Regions from separate parts of the Mus musculus genome. Here region 2 is linked to region 1. A link is a contact called in public Hi-C data. All regions are on one chromosome and are shown on one strand. Each heading gives the region's core, a stretch centred on a gene start, on an enhancer-like site or on the middle of the called end of the contact. The rest is flanking DNA. Distances are from core to core; before and after follow the strand shown. Region 1 has its middle 250 kb from the start of Lmx1a. Region 2 overlaps Pbx1 (pre B cell leukemia homeobox 1).

What was found. A called contact is a pair of places that touch in the nucleus more often than the background predicts.
Region 2: a contact with region 1 is called in a Hi-C map of cortical neurons. The contact joins two enhancer-like sites. A contact is called at or near these places in 14 of 484 Hi-C or Micro-C datasets (the HL-1 cell line, cardiomyocytes, cortical neurons and 5 more), 4 of 115 datasets of contacts at active chromatin or transcription factors (astrocytes, embryonic basal ganglia and embryonic stem cells) and 1 of 9 other capture datasets (embryonic stem cells).

Annotation. Positions count from the first base shown.
Region 1 is chr1:167,940,880-167,947,955 of GRCm38.p6, reverse strand. No RefSeq gene overlaps it. Among named protein-coding and RNA genes, the nearest start is that of Lmx1a, 250 kb to the right of the region's middle. Within about 2 kb of position 1,900, at least 13 of the 459 cell types and tissues checked have an H3K27ac peak or open chromatin away from gene starts, as enhancers often do. A contact at or near this core is called in cortical neurons and uterus, where this site is marked.
Region 2 is chr1:168,370,463-168,377,097 of GRCm38.p6, reverse strand. All of the region lies in intron 2 of Pbx1 (pre B cell leukemia homeobox 1), which reads left to right. Gm51671 (a long non-coding RNA gene) reads right to left here. Exons shown (of 2, transcript XR_003948152.1): 1 at 4,743-6,635; 2 at 1-4,679. Among named protein-coding and RNA genes, the nearest start is that of Gm51671, 28 kb to the right of the region's middle. Within about 2 kb of position 1,922, at least 30 of the 459 cell types and tissues checked have an H3K27ac peak or open chromatin away from gene starts, as enhancers often do. A contact at or near this core is called in cortical neurons and uterus, where this site is marked.

The DNA.
Region 1 (7,076 bases), core at 651-3,150:
ATGGAATGTTCTGGCAACCGTGAAGAAGGGATTTGAATATGGCCCATGTTAGAACTTCACTCAGGTCAAATGATTTCCTAGACTCGGTTCTGTCTCATGTGCCCTTCAGGATGCAACTAAAACCTCTCCAGAAGAGAATGAACGTCGGGTACCATAGAAGCCATCAGTGGCTTCTGAACAGCCTTGGCACCCACGCCGTGCCTCCGTTTACACAGCTAATAGCCTTACATCCATTACAGGAAACAAGGGTCTCTTTCCGAAGCCTCTTTCCTGCTTTCCCTTTGTTAACCAATTCACCACAGTTGTGCCACTCAGAGTCCAGAAGCAAAGATAGAAATTGAATCAAGTTCCCATTTCTGCTGCCTACAAGTCCTGTGAGTTATTTAGCTTGTAAATGTATTCATTTGCAAAGTGACGATAATAGTATCTAATTTACGGGACTGTGATAAGGATTATGAGAGACAACGCAGATGAAATGCTTAGCTTAGCGAAGTGTTGCTGAGGAGAGCAGGTCCTTCCTCCACATGCTCTTATCCAACCTGCAGGAAAATACAGAGGCTTCAGGAGCAAGGCAAGGGTGCTCACTCTGCACAGCAGCTACTAAGTCTACTACTAGATACGTAAGAGGAATAGGAATAGCTGCAAATGTTCTTTAGAATGGGGCTTACAAGGTTTTCCCATAAAGGGCTGCATGGTAAATATTTTAGACTTGTACCTTTCTGGTCACTATGGCAACTAGTCGCCTTCCTCTCTGCAGCATGGACACAAGCACGAAACTATATACACAAGTAAGTATTACTATGGTCCCTTGAAACAATAGTTCTCAACCTGTGGGTCAGGACCCCCTCTGGAGACCAAATGATGCTTTCACAGGGGTGGTCTAAGACCATCTACATGCATATCAGATATTTACATTACGATCCACAACAGTAGCAAAATCACAGTTATGAAGTAGCAATGAAAATAATCTTCTGGTTGGGGGTCACCACAGCATGACTAACTGTATTTAAGGGGGTTGCAGCATTAGGAAGGTCGAGGACCACTGCAACATTGTGTACAATCCAGGTTGTCAGTTGTACTGGGCTTTGAAAACACCAGATCTAGGGTAGAAATACTTGTTTGAGAAAGGAAGGTCACAAGTTCAAGGTAACAAATACCAATTCACAACCCACACAGTGGAGTATTGGGTTGAGTTTATTCACAAAGAAAGGTTGGGACTTGAATCTTCAAAGGCCTTACTGATAAAAGACAAGTTCCAGACAGTAATAAAACATAATGCAATAGCTACGATCCACCATGCAGAGGAGAGAAGAGGAAAATTAAAATTGTTTTTTTTTTTTAAAAAAAAACACAATATGCACAGGAAAAAATGGTCGACATCACAGAGAATTTATTTGGTGAGCTATCGATTCTGGTTCTTTGGCAAGCATGTTTTAAAAGTCTTAGAGAAGTTTGAACTCACCATGAGAATTGGAAATGTTAGCAACATCAAAAACCAACACCTCTACACACACACATAAATATTCAACTGATCTTCAAAGGAAATATGACCTTAGAAATCGCAGTCGGGTAAATTCCAGCTGCACCTCTGCTCAGAAACCTGCTTCTTTGAAAAGGAAGACGATCATATTTGAACGTGGCCCCTTTTCAAACTCTGTCAGGTATAAAGGCGGGAAACGATGACACAAAAGCTTAATTGGGTCTTTAAAAGTTAATCAATCAGCTAACTTGTTTTCAAAATAGCTCAGTTTTTAACGAGCTCAACTTTTTCTCCCTTGTCTGACAATCTAGGAACTTCATATGCAAATCTGATCAAGTCTCCTCCCAGATCCTTCAGTGGCTTCTCTCTGCTTTGACGTTCTTAGGATAAGACTCAGCACACCATCTGGCTTGCGTGGTTTTTCTTGGGTCCTCACCAACTTCCCACTAGCACATCGCTGGATCCTTCATCCGCCAGTGTTCCACTCTCCTCCAGGTTGCCGGACTCACAGAGCCACCTCTTCCCCAAGCTAACCCCCCACTCCTCCCCATACACATATTCAGCTCACACACACACACACACACACACACACACACACACACACACACACCACAAACACATTCACACAGTCTTAGTCTACTTAACTTCCATATGCCCGGAGCCCCAGTCAACTGTCATCAGAGCTGTCTCCCGCCTCTGAGTTCTGATCATGGTTTGTCATCATACATTCATTAGGGTGATGGTTTAATTAATATCCGCCTCCCCCTCTGGGCTACAGGCCCCCCAAGGAGTAGGAAACACACAGCCTTCTAATGGCAGCAGGCTTAGCTCAGTGCCTGGAAGAGGCTTTAGAATAAAAAAGATATGATAGAGGGGTAATGGGAAAGCCATGGAACTAAAATACAACACCAGATGTGGTAGAAACAACGGATTGCTGAGGGATATTTGATATAGCGAGACACATTTTCAGAATACTCTTTTTCTTGTTTGTGTGAAGTTCTTAAAGGATGCTCTCGATTCAAATCAGAAACATTTTCCTGGGACAGACAGAAATGTTTTAGGTCTCGGGGACCATAGCACTTCTGTCAGATAGGGGCAGGCAGAAAATATGACAGGATTTGGAGACCAGAGTATTTTGGTCTTAGCTGCTTAATATCATTGTCATGGCATATTGTAGAAGCTAGATACAGTACAGAAATAAACCTGACCGTGTTCCAGTCAAACCAGGGTTTCTAATGTTCCTTACTGTTGATATCTGAGCCGAGTATTTTCTTTTCTTTGTTTTCCAAAGGATTTATTTATTTTATGTACATGAGTATACTGTCTCTGTCTTCAGACACACTGGAAGAAGACATCAGATCCCATGGTTGTGAGCTACCATGTGGTTGCTGGGAATTCAACTCAAGACATCTGGAAGAGCAGACAGTATGCTTTTAACCACTGAGCCACCTCTCCAGGTACCCCCTTTTAAAGATTTATTCATTTATTATTTATTCATTTTATGTATAAGTTCTCTATCTGCATGTATACCTACATGCCAAAAGAGAGCATCAGATCACATTTTAGATGGTTGTGAGCAACCATGTGTTTGCTGAGAATTGAACTCAGGACCTCTGGAAGAGCCTCAGTACTCTTGACCACTGAGCATTCCAACCTCTTCTCCTCTTCATATTTTCTTGTTTCAGGGCTGTTTTGCATATGGCTTCCGAAGCAGCACCCGCGGACTTGGCCCACTCAATGCCAATAGTGTCCTACCTATTTCATTATTGACAAATGTGTGTCAGAGTGCCCCCAGACATTGCCAAAAGCTCCTTGGAGATAAAGACATGGAAGCTACAACAAAGTGCAAAAACCTTACAAAAGCCAGTCAATTTCAAGCTGGTTTCAACCATGAGCTAGCTGGGTAGATCCTAGCCTGGGAGAAAAGAAAGAATGAGGGAGACACTTAGTGGTGTTCTATGTCTGTGGAAGCTGCTGATTACCTCTGGTCTCTAGCTTCTGTGGGTGGGGCTTCTTTGGCTACTTCCTATGTCTAAAGCAGGCAAACCTTTGGAATGGAACTGGTACAGTTCTTGGGGAACAGCAGGGGCTGATGGTTTTAGATTATGAAATGACCTTCCTTTAGCAAAGGAGGCTTGAGCCATGCATAATCAATCCCTGGCCTCCGCACATCCTTGTAATCCTGCAATTAACCTGCTCTAAGCAAAGTGTGCAGTGTGAAGCATCGCAACAGATGAAATTAGAAAATAAAATAAAAGCAAATTTGGGTGTTTGTTTGTATAGTAAACATTTCAGCATCCACCACGATGAGCGGTCCACCTGGTCGTGAGCGGAGCCTCGAGCTTCCCAAGTATTTTGTCTCTGCCCTGGGCCTCTCTGCCTCCCCAGCCTGAGGAACCCAGGACCTTGAACCGTAGCTGCTTCTTCCCACTTTGCATCATGTTCCCAGTCTGTGCTTTTTACACAGCCTCCGTTTCTTCCAATAAACCTCAGAAACTGCTCTGCGCACTCATTTCACACTTATAAATGTGGATAGAAACCTAGGCGAGGAGCTGTGTGAGACACAAAAGAGACAGATTTCAATTGTGAGGGCTCCTTCCCTTGCCTGACCTCGGGCAGCTGAGGCCTCTACAGTATGTTAAGATCTGGAAGATGCTCTGAATAATAAAATGAAATAAAATAAAATAAAATAAAATAAAATAAAATAAAATAACTTTTCCAGGCTGGGAGACGACCCAGTTGCTAAAGTGCTTGCCCTAAAGGCATAGGGACCAGAGTTCGATTCTCAGAAGCATACACAGTTGGGCAGAGCAGAGGCATCAGACATGAGGAGTCCCTGGGGCTGGCGAGCTCAGCAGTGTTGGGGAATTGGCAAGCTTAGTGGGAGACCCTGCCTCAAAACTAAGGTGGAGACCAATACAACCATGAAAGTGAAGACCAAAAGCTTCCGAGCCAAAGTCTCTCGTGATCGAGAAAGTGGTGCAGAAAGACGTCCACAGTCACAAAAAAGAGAAGGGGTACATGTCACCCACTTTCTGGCAGCCCAAGGCAGGGCCACTCTGGATGTGGTCCAAATGCCCTTGGCAAGAGTATGTCCAGGAAAAACAAACTCGACCACTATGTCGTCATCCAGTTTCCCCTGACTGCCAAGTCAGCCATGTCAGACAAAGACAATGACACACTTTGTTCGTCATAGGTGCCAAGGCCAATAAGCCCCAGGCTGGGAAGAAATTCTATGTTGGAATAACCAGAATCAATCAGGCTGGCGGGGAGAAGAAGGCACAAGTCCGTCTGACTCCTGATTATGGTCCTCTAGCTATTGCCAACAAATCTGGGAGCACTTAAATGGAGTTCCAGCTCCACTGAAATCCAGTTAAATCCCGCGGATAATTCTTTACTTAAAAAAACAAAGGTTTATTTTAATTATGTGGTGTCCACCTGTTTACACAATTGATCACAGGCACTCACAGAGGCCAGAAGAGGGCACTAGATTCCTGGAGCTGGGGTCACAGGTGGTTGATAGCTGGGGATTGAACTTGGGTCCTCTGTATGAGCAGGATGCAATAGTAACCACTGAAGTTTCTTTCCAGCCCCAAAGATAGACTTGTAGTTAGAGGTGCTAGGGATTGAACCCAGGGCCCCATGCACTGAGCTACACTCCAAACAGCTATTGATCTTAACTACACATTATTCACCATGAAAACAAACAAAACAAGACATCAAAGGGAGTAACTGAGGAAGCTACTGGACATTAACCTCTGACCTACACACACACACACACACACACACACACACACGGAATACATATATACATGACCAAACACATATACACATACACAAAATAGTTTTGCTCTGATAAATAAATGAATAAAAGCATCAATGCAGTTTCTCTTGCTTGGCCCTTTCTCCATGTTAATATTAATGCTGTGTTTTACGCTGGGGAGAAGACAGTGCTGTTTGTCCCAGAGCCGGTAACGCTGGTATGGCAAACTTCAACACAGTGTGGAGTACAGCTTTAATTCTCATTCTTCAAAATTCTGCTCCTCAGATTTTTACCAAAGCTAAAGCAGTCATTTTCCCCGCGCAACTGGCCACGTCTGAAGGCTTGGCATTGAACCTTAGGGAAAACAGACTCAGGGGCCGGCTCTGACCGTGAATACAGGAGACTAGTGCCTTGCCAACACACAGGCCAAAAAAAAAAAGGAGAAAAATACAATCCCTTGTGAGGATGTGGGGGAGATGCACACCTTTTACAACAATTTGTATCACTTTTGATTTAATGTGAGAGAAATGGAATTCTCTAGTAGCCACCCCTGACGTATTTGCATGAGATTCTTGCGCCATCCAGTGGATTTCTTGTGAAATTGCATCAATCGCTTGAGCCTTAAATGTCTCTTAACCACCCTGTGTCAGTCACATTCTACTCCTTTTTGCTATTTGTATTCAACATATTGTATCTATTTGTGTAATTTTGAAATAGTCAACAAAAGTACTTATTACAAAAAAAATACAAAGGAAGTGATTTTTAAAACAAAATAAAAATTTAAATTAGTCAATTAGATAAAGCAAGGCAATCTGTATTTAAGTATGTGAATATCCAGATCTGAGTATCCTAGAACATAAAGTTCCTTGACTCTAATGACAGATAAGCTAGAAAAAGGACAGGCATTAATGCACCAGTTGGGATGGTACCATTCAGAGGTGCTGGCCGAGCCGATAGATACATCATAGTGAGAATGCCAGAAGTCAGAGTGCATTTAATCCTAACTGCCAAATGTCACAGCTTAGCAACTGCCTGAGCATTGTCAGTTGTTTTTCCTCACGATGCTGCTGATGCTCTGGCTGACTGGGAGCTGCGGCTGACTGACACTGTCCAACCTGGAGACGGGGTCATGATGCCTGTCACTAGCCAAGGAATTGATCAAAAATTTGAAATGTGAAGCATGCTTTCTGCTGAATTCACATCACTTTTACAATGCTGTAAAGTTCAGCCCTCATACACGAGACATCATAAGTCAAGGACCATCTGTCCTGGTATTGAAGGTACGGCTGGTTTTGCTGCTGTGGGGCACTTGTTGTTGTTGCTGCTGCTGCTGTTGCTGTTATTTTGTTGTTGTCGTCCTTGTTGTTGCTACTGTTGGTGTTGTTGTTGTTGTTGCTGCTGTTGGTGTTATTGTTGTTGCTGCTGCTGTTGGTGTTATTGTTGTTGCTGCTGCTGCTGTTGTTATTTTTGTTGATGTTGCTATTGTTGCTGTTGTTGTTTTTGCTGCTGCTACTGTAGCTGTTGTCTTTATTGTTATGATTAAACATTGGCCAGGCTGCTCAGTGGGTAAAGATGCATGCAGCACAAACCTGCCAATCCTAGTTTGTGCCCTATATTCCATGTAAATAAAGATGGAAAGAGAAAACCAAACTGACCTCACGAAGTCGTCTTCTGACCTCTGCGTGTTCAACACACAATAATAATGATGATGACGACGGTGATGGCCATGATGTTTTAAAAATGAAACAGTAAAAAATATCCGGTAAAGCAAAGAATTGTTTCTAGGTTCGTTGAACACTGACCTTTCGCAAAAAAAGGCATTCATGAACAAAG
Region 2 (6,635 bases), core at 673-3,172, 430 kb before region 1:
ATCACTCATATATTTTAAATAATCTCAATCTGAATTTTATTATGCAAAAAAACCCAATGGTGATGTTCTGCATATTAATAGCTATTTAGAAAGCAATGACAAGCAAACAAACAACAACAGCAAAAGCCCCAAACTATATTTGGCAGCCATGATTTTCATTCTACACTGGATAATTCAGTCCCAAATCTGCAAATGTGGATGCGCAACTGTATTTGCTTTGTTCTAGTCTCATTGACTATCTGTGGTAGAGGTGTCTTTCACACTGGGGGAAAGTTATAAAGTTCAAATTTCTGTTATGTGTGTGTATCTTCTTCCTACAGCTTCTATCTTTACCACCTACGTGCTTCGTCATCTCTTGTTTAATTTTTTCTTTTTTTGTCTGCCCTAAGTTTTAGGCAGAATCCTATGGCTGGCCACAGTACACTTGCCAAGATTCTAAGATAAAGATACTTGCAGGGACTAGAACCCAGGTCTCCAAGCTCGGGCCCATTTCTCTTTCTGGCAGCCTTTGCTGCCTCCCAGTGGACAGAGCCCTTTCTGGGAGCAGGAATCTTGATTTGATTGTTCTCTGGAAGCCCTGTGCTAGGTGAGCTGTAATCACTTCCTGTCGTTGCTGTCCATTTATAAAGTGACCTTGTCTTAACTCTTTGAGAAAGATTAAACACCCCTCCCCCATAAATAGAGTCGAGCACATTATTAACCAACATTTAAAAGCACTACTTATGGGTTCTAAGAACAGACTGTAAAGTTGACTGTTCTAGAGACAGTAATCCCGTTGCTGGCAGGAGAAACCCTACGGGCTGAGTAGGTTCATGTGCTTCAACCTTGAAAAGAACTGTGTCCGGCCTTACCGCCTTACTGCGCATTTTTTCCCTCTCTCGTTTCTCTTTCGTTCTATAGGTCTAGTGCCGAATCTGATGATCTTATAATTTGGAAAAAGAAATGTAAGAGTGGGAGATAAATCTTCACTTTCTCTTTTCTCAAAAAAATTATACCCAAGTGAACAATCTTTACGCTCTCTCCTGCAGTACTACTTAGATGCTGCTCCAAAGAACAGTAGGGCTGCCAAATTCAGCTGGGGTTTTTAACTAAGCTCTGCTTCGGTGATCCTCTCCGTTGCCTGAAGAATTCATTATAAGGAAATAAACACATTAACAACTCTTTGGTCTTTTACATCTCTAATATTTATAAAGTGCCGAAGTCTGCTGAGGAGAGAGCAGGTGGTTCCCACCCGTCAGCTGAATAGGTGTTTGGTTATGTTACAAAACGAGGTGCCCCGATTAGCCTTGACTATAGATTGTATTGTCCTTCATCCATATCGAAAGCTACCTAGTTATGAATATTGAATGGCCTGGCTTTTAACACAAGGCACTTACCTTTTAATTGGCCATTGGTTTGTCTTTAGCTCCTAGATATCTCCACTGAGATTCAGATGGAGAGGTACCGAGCAGGATGGAGGGTAGGTAAAGGGTAAAATGACCAGGCATAATTAAATGGAAGCTGGCTAAGTTAGGGGTAGGCCAGAGCTAGAGAAAGAGGTGGATCCCTGGCACTCTGCATAGCTTTTGGTCTTACCGCCAGACTGTGCTTGGTACTGACCTCCCCCCAAAGCACGTTTTAACTCTCTCCCTGGCTTCGTACATATGCACACGTGTTGACTTCTAGCGGCCCAATCACCATCATGACTCCCGTGTTCCCAAACCCAGAGCCAAACAGCAGGCGGGGGCTTGGGGCTCTCACTGCACAAACTTGGCAGGGAGAAAACGACTGTTAAGTGAGAGCTAATTGGAAGCTGCCTGAACTGTACTCTCTCAGAGCTATTTACAATATCTTTTGGGCAGCAGCTTACTGGTTATTCGGCTCTTGGGGGAGTGAGTGTGGAGAATCAGAGGACAGTGTTCCAGGCGACAAGGCGGTGGCAGTTTGTGAGGCTCCTGACACATGGACTGTATTCAGTGTTCATCCTTGGTATGAATTCTCGGCTCTCCCTTTTGTGGAAAGAACAGGTCACTTCCTGTGTATGACACATCCCTTCCTATTCTCATGTAAGCCATGCCCTCCCTCTGGAGAGGCACTTAGGTGCCCATTCTTGGCCCATGTCATTCCTATAAGCAAAAGGACTACTGGAAGCTGTTCTATGGATATGATAGCTGTTCTGTGTTAAAACAAAACCAAACATTCTTACCTGGGATCCCAAAGTAGGGCAAGGGAGTTTTCTCAATTGGAAAAGTCATATTGTTGGGACCTGGGATGCCTCTGTGAGAGCTCTGTAGCACTGGGGCTGTTTGGCTTGTTCTGTGTTCGAATCTTTCCCTCCTACTCCACAGACATTGGTTTTAAGCTTCCCCCCATGCATCCATTTATAAGTGACAAGCCTCTCCCCTTCTTTCTTGAGTCAGGTTCTCACTGTATACCCTTGACTGGCCTGGAACTCATTATGTAGACTAGGCTGGCCTTGAACTCAGAAAGAAATATCCATCATCTCCTGTATTATCTGAGTGCTGGGATTATAGGCAACAATCACCACATGTAGCCAGGTCATTTTATAAAACATACGTGTGTGTGTGTGTGTGTGCGTGTGCAGGTGTGTACATGCCACAGGACATATGGCATATGTGGAGATTCGTAGATAGCCTTTAGAAATCAATTCTCTCCTTCCATAGTGGGATCCAGGAATCAAATACAGATGGTCAGGTTGACATAGCAAGTACTTTGACCCACTGAGCTATTTTCCCACCAGCCTGCAGGTCACTTCAAAATTGTCCTGTTTAGCTGCCGCTCCCAATCCATGAGGTAGACTAAGATCATCTTCTCCATCAGTAATTGCATTCTGGATCATCTCCATCATCCTTCCGTGTGCTGGGTTCAGAGCAGGGCAGGATGAGGGTGGACAGCGGGGAGAGAGCAGTAGGCTCCAAACAAGTAAAGCTGGGCAGGTTGAACCACTACCATGACTCAGAGATGTAGGGCCACTTCTCCTTCTCAGCAAGATGAGAACCAGCCTTACAAAAAACCCAACTTAAATAGAATATCACTATCTGTTTACAGATGTTGAATTTGTGGCCATCGTTACAGGGACACTGTTAAAGTTTACTTTTTGTTTCATTTCTAAAGTCAGAGCTTGTGGAATAAGAAAACGCATTGTTGCCTTAGGCAAACAGCTGCATTGAACTCTTTCTAAAACACCCAGTGTAAAAAGCCACACTGCGCAGACCCACTGTGTTTATTTGAAGAGGGTGTCCCAGAGGTGCTGCTTTGAGGCTATTCTTTGTCAGGGTCGTTCTCCTGAGTTCTGAGTTTTGCATGCTTTCAAACACTAGGGCATTCCATCAATTTACAAGTAACCCTACTAACTAATTAGCCTTTTGTCTGTGTGACTTTGTATCCAGGCATCACTGTGGATTTATATTCATCTCTTCCTCCTGTCCCATTGCCTTGCCTACCAGCTTGAGTTAAAGAATTGCCTCTAAGTGCATCCCCGGAGCCTGGGTACAGAGTGAGATAATGAATGTATGATTACTTTTGTCATTACCAACTGAAGGTTTTGAGGTTCAATTTTTTTCCCGGTTTTTAATTTTTTTTTAAATATACCTTCTCCTTGTATTTTGCTTCTTCTTTCTTTTCTCCAGTGGGAAAAGAGCTAGCTTCTGAGAATCTATCTACGAGGAACTTCGTCTGTCTAACAGGGGTGAGAAAGCTTTGTAAGGGATCACTCAGGGGTGTTCCTTGGGACTGGGCTGTGGGTATAGCTTCTTGCAGGTTCTGCAGTAGGGGCTGAGCTACCCCATCCTTCAGACCATCTGAATGGAAATAATAGTGAAAAAAAGCCATATTTTTGGTGGCCATTCTGTTTCCTGCCACGATGAATCCATTCAGACTTCACCTCAGGCCTTGGGAGTTTTCTTTACTCCTTTGACACATAGGTGGAGAGCCATAGCTGACCAGAAAAGGTTCTGTGGTGCTGAAATATAAGAATTGTACTTGCGGTTCACAGAGGGCGTCTCCTGATTCTGCTAATAGGAAAGGCTCTTAAGGTGACACTTTCTGTCATTGTCCTCCATGTGCCCTAATAGTGAGAGATCAGTTTCTCCCACCCACTCTGATCCAGAGAAACAATTGCTTAGATTCATCCTCGCTGAAAATGAGCCCTGGTGGCATATCCTTACATTGTCAAGTCATAGACTGGATTCTTACCATTGGCCATTGGGACCATTCATTCAGATATTAAGTGAGCTGCATACTCTGGAAAACTTCCATTTAGGGGCCACCTAAGTTTACTAAGTCAGTCTTCTGTGATGTTTCTGGCCTTGATACTTGAGGGTGCACAGATTTTTTTCTTCCACTATGGACCTGGGAGGCAAGGCCAGCCTGGAAAGGACCCCCCAACAGGAGGAGACAACATATGAGGAAGTGCTAGACACCTGTGTCCAGTGGGATTTTTGCTGAAGTCATTCCAGGAGAGCCGCACACTTTTCTTCCTGTGCTGCTCTGTGAGTCCACTGGGTGCTTCCAACTATCTGTCTGAGATTCCAAGTCTCAGAGATTAGCCTAGAATAGCTGTGCTGAGCAAAACCGGTCAGATTGTAAACTCTCGAGTTCTCAGTTGATCCTCTCACATAGGCAGACTAGGAGTAGCATCTTCTTGCTTGTTTCTGGAGCTGCTCTTGTATGCCCTCAACCTATGCAGACTAGGAGTAGCATCTTCTTGCTTGTTTCTGGAGCTGCTCTTGTATGCCCTCAACCTATAACTGTGACTCTATACAGTAGGACTTAGCACTTCCTTGTTGAGGGTGAAATAAAGACAACAGTGTGCTTGTGCAATAAAGTCATCTCTCCTGACTTCTTCAAATTCCCCACCCGTTGGCCAAACCAAACACTTTCTTTTCTTCTTGCCCTGGGAATCCTATCAAGCACAGTTAGAAACCTTTCTGTGAATTGGGAAATGTAGTCTTAGGTGGCAATTTGAAACCGCACCCTTCAGTCCACATGCCTGGTGGATGCTCACTGGCATCTGACATGGTATATACCAGTTGCCAGCTTATTCTATTTCTTTAATGGCCTCCATCCTCTCTTCCCTGCACATATACAGCCATGATCTCTCTTCAGGTAAGCTCTTTGTGGTGGCGCACACCTTTAATCCCAGTACTTGGGAGGCAGAGGCAGGCGGATTACTGAGTTCAAGGCCAGCCTGGTCTACAGAGTGAGTTCCAGGACAGCCAAGGCTACACAGAGAAACCCTGTCTCGAAAAACCAAATTAAAAAAAAAAAAGCTGTCTTAATACATATGTCACCATCATCAGTGATACAGGTATGTGTGCGTGCACACACACATACACACACACACACATACACACACACACACACACACACACACACACACACACACACACGAGGAAGTAGGGGAGAGGTCTCAGAGACAGTGTTAATAAAGGCCCTCCTGAGGGTTAGAAGAAAGTTACCCTGAGTAGTTCTAATCTCATGCAGCAGTGATTGCCTGTTGTCCCCTGTACCTGGGAATGAAGAGGAGATGTACCAGAAAAGAACCTATGTTCATCTATGACTTTAGTCTCTGGGAAGATTTCTCTATATTATTTTCTTCTTGTCCAGGAAACTTTAAGGATTTCTATTTAGGCTAGATGAGAACCTTGGGCTAGGTTTCAGGTGCCTTAAAGGTAGGAATACGCCTTAAGGGCCACCATATGCTAAGCACCTATGTAGATGCCAGCCAGCTTCATTGGCTTGCTCATGTCCCTTTGGCATGGACTGTGTGTGCTCTTCACATTTCGTTTGTTTTTTTTTTTTTTATTTCTATCTTTGCCTTTGTCACAGTCACCCTCTGTACCTTTGTCGAGTGGATCCTTGGTGCCTCTGTGTTCCCCACTTCTCCATGCCTCTCTGCGGAGCCTGCCTTGTGCCTCTCATTACCACGTTAACAAACTCGAGTCGTGCCTAACGAGGACGCCTCATACGTTATGCTAATGATCAAGAGACATGTTAATGATATTTTAGAAGCCTAATTAGTGGAATATATAACTATATGCAATTTGGTAATGGACTGTGACAACAAGTTGCTAAGAGGGGACTTGACAAATCCAGTTGCATGTGGCCTCAGACAAACAGGAGCTAAGAATGGATGAGTGGAAATCAGACAGGAAGGTGGAGGGAGGGGGTGTGGACTGGGAGTATGGATGTCCATGAGCACATTTAGGTCAGGGTCAATAGTTCTTCAGGGTAAGGCCTTTTTCTTATCATCCTTCAACTGTCCTAAAACCACAAGGCTGTCTGTATCCAAAGAATTATTTTCCAATGTTTCTTAAGCAATTGCTTTCCCGTCCCATTGATCATACTCATGTATCTTTGTTCCAAATGTTATTTTGATTATGTTATCCCCCACAATATCTGTACTTGCGATTTGTAATGGAAGATATACACACAGAAGATAGGTTCTTGTGCCCGAAGGAGATTTTATTGTGTTATAAACCAACAATCAAGACTGTGTGAACTGGGAAATAATCAGGATTGTGTCTATCAACGTGTTGATCTTGTTGGTGGGAATAAAACAAGGGGTGGTGTGTGTAAAATCAGTCAGCTGTGGGAATGTCATTTTCTCTCCATGAATGAGTTGGTGGAGACAT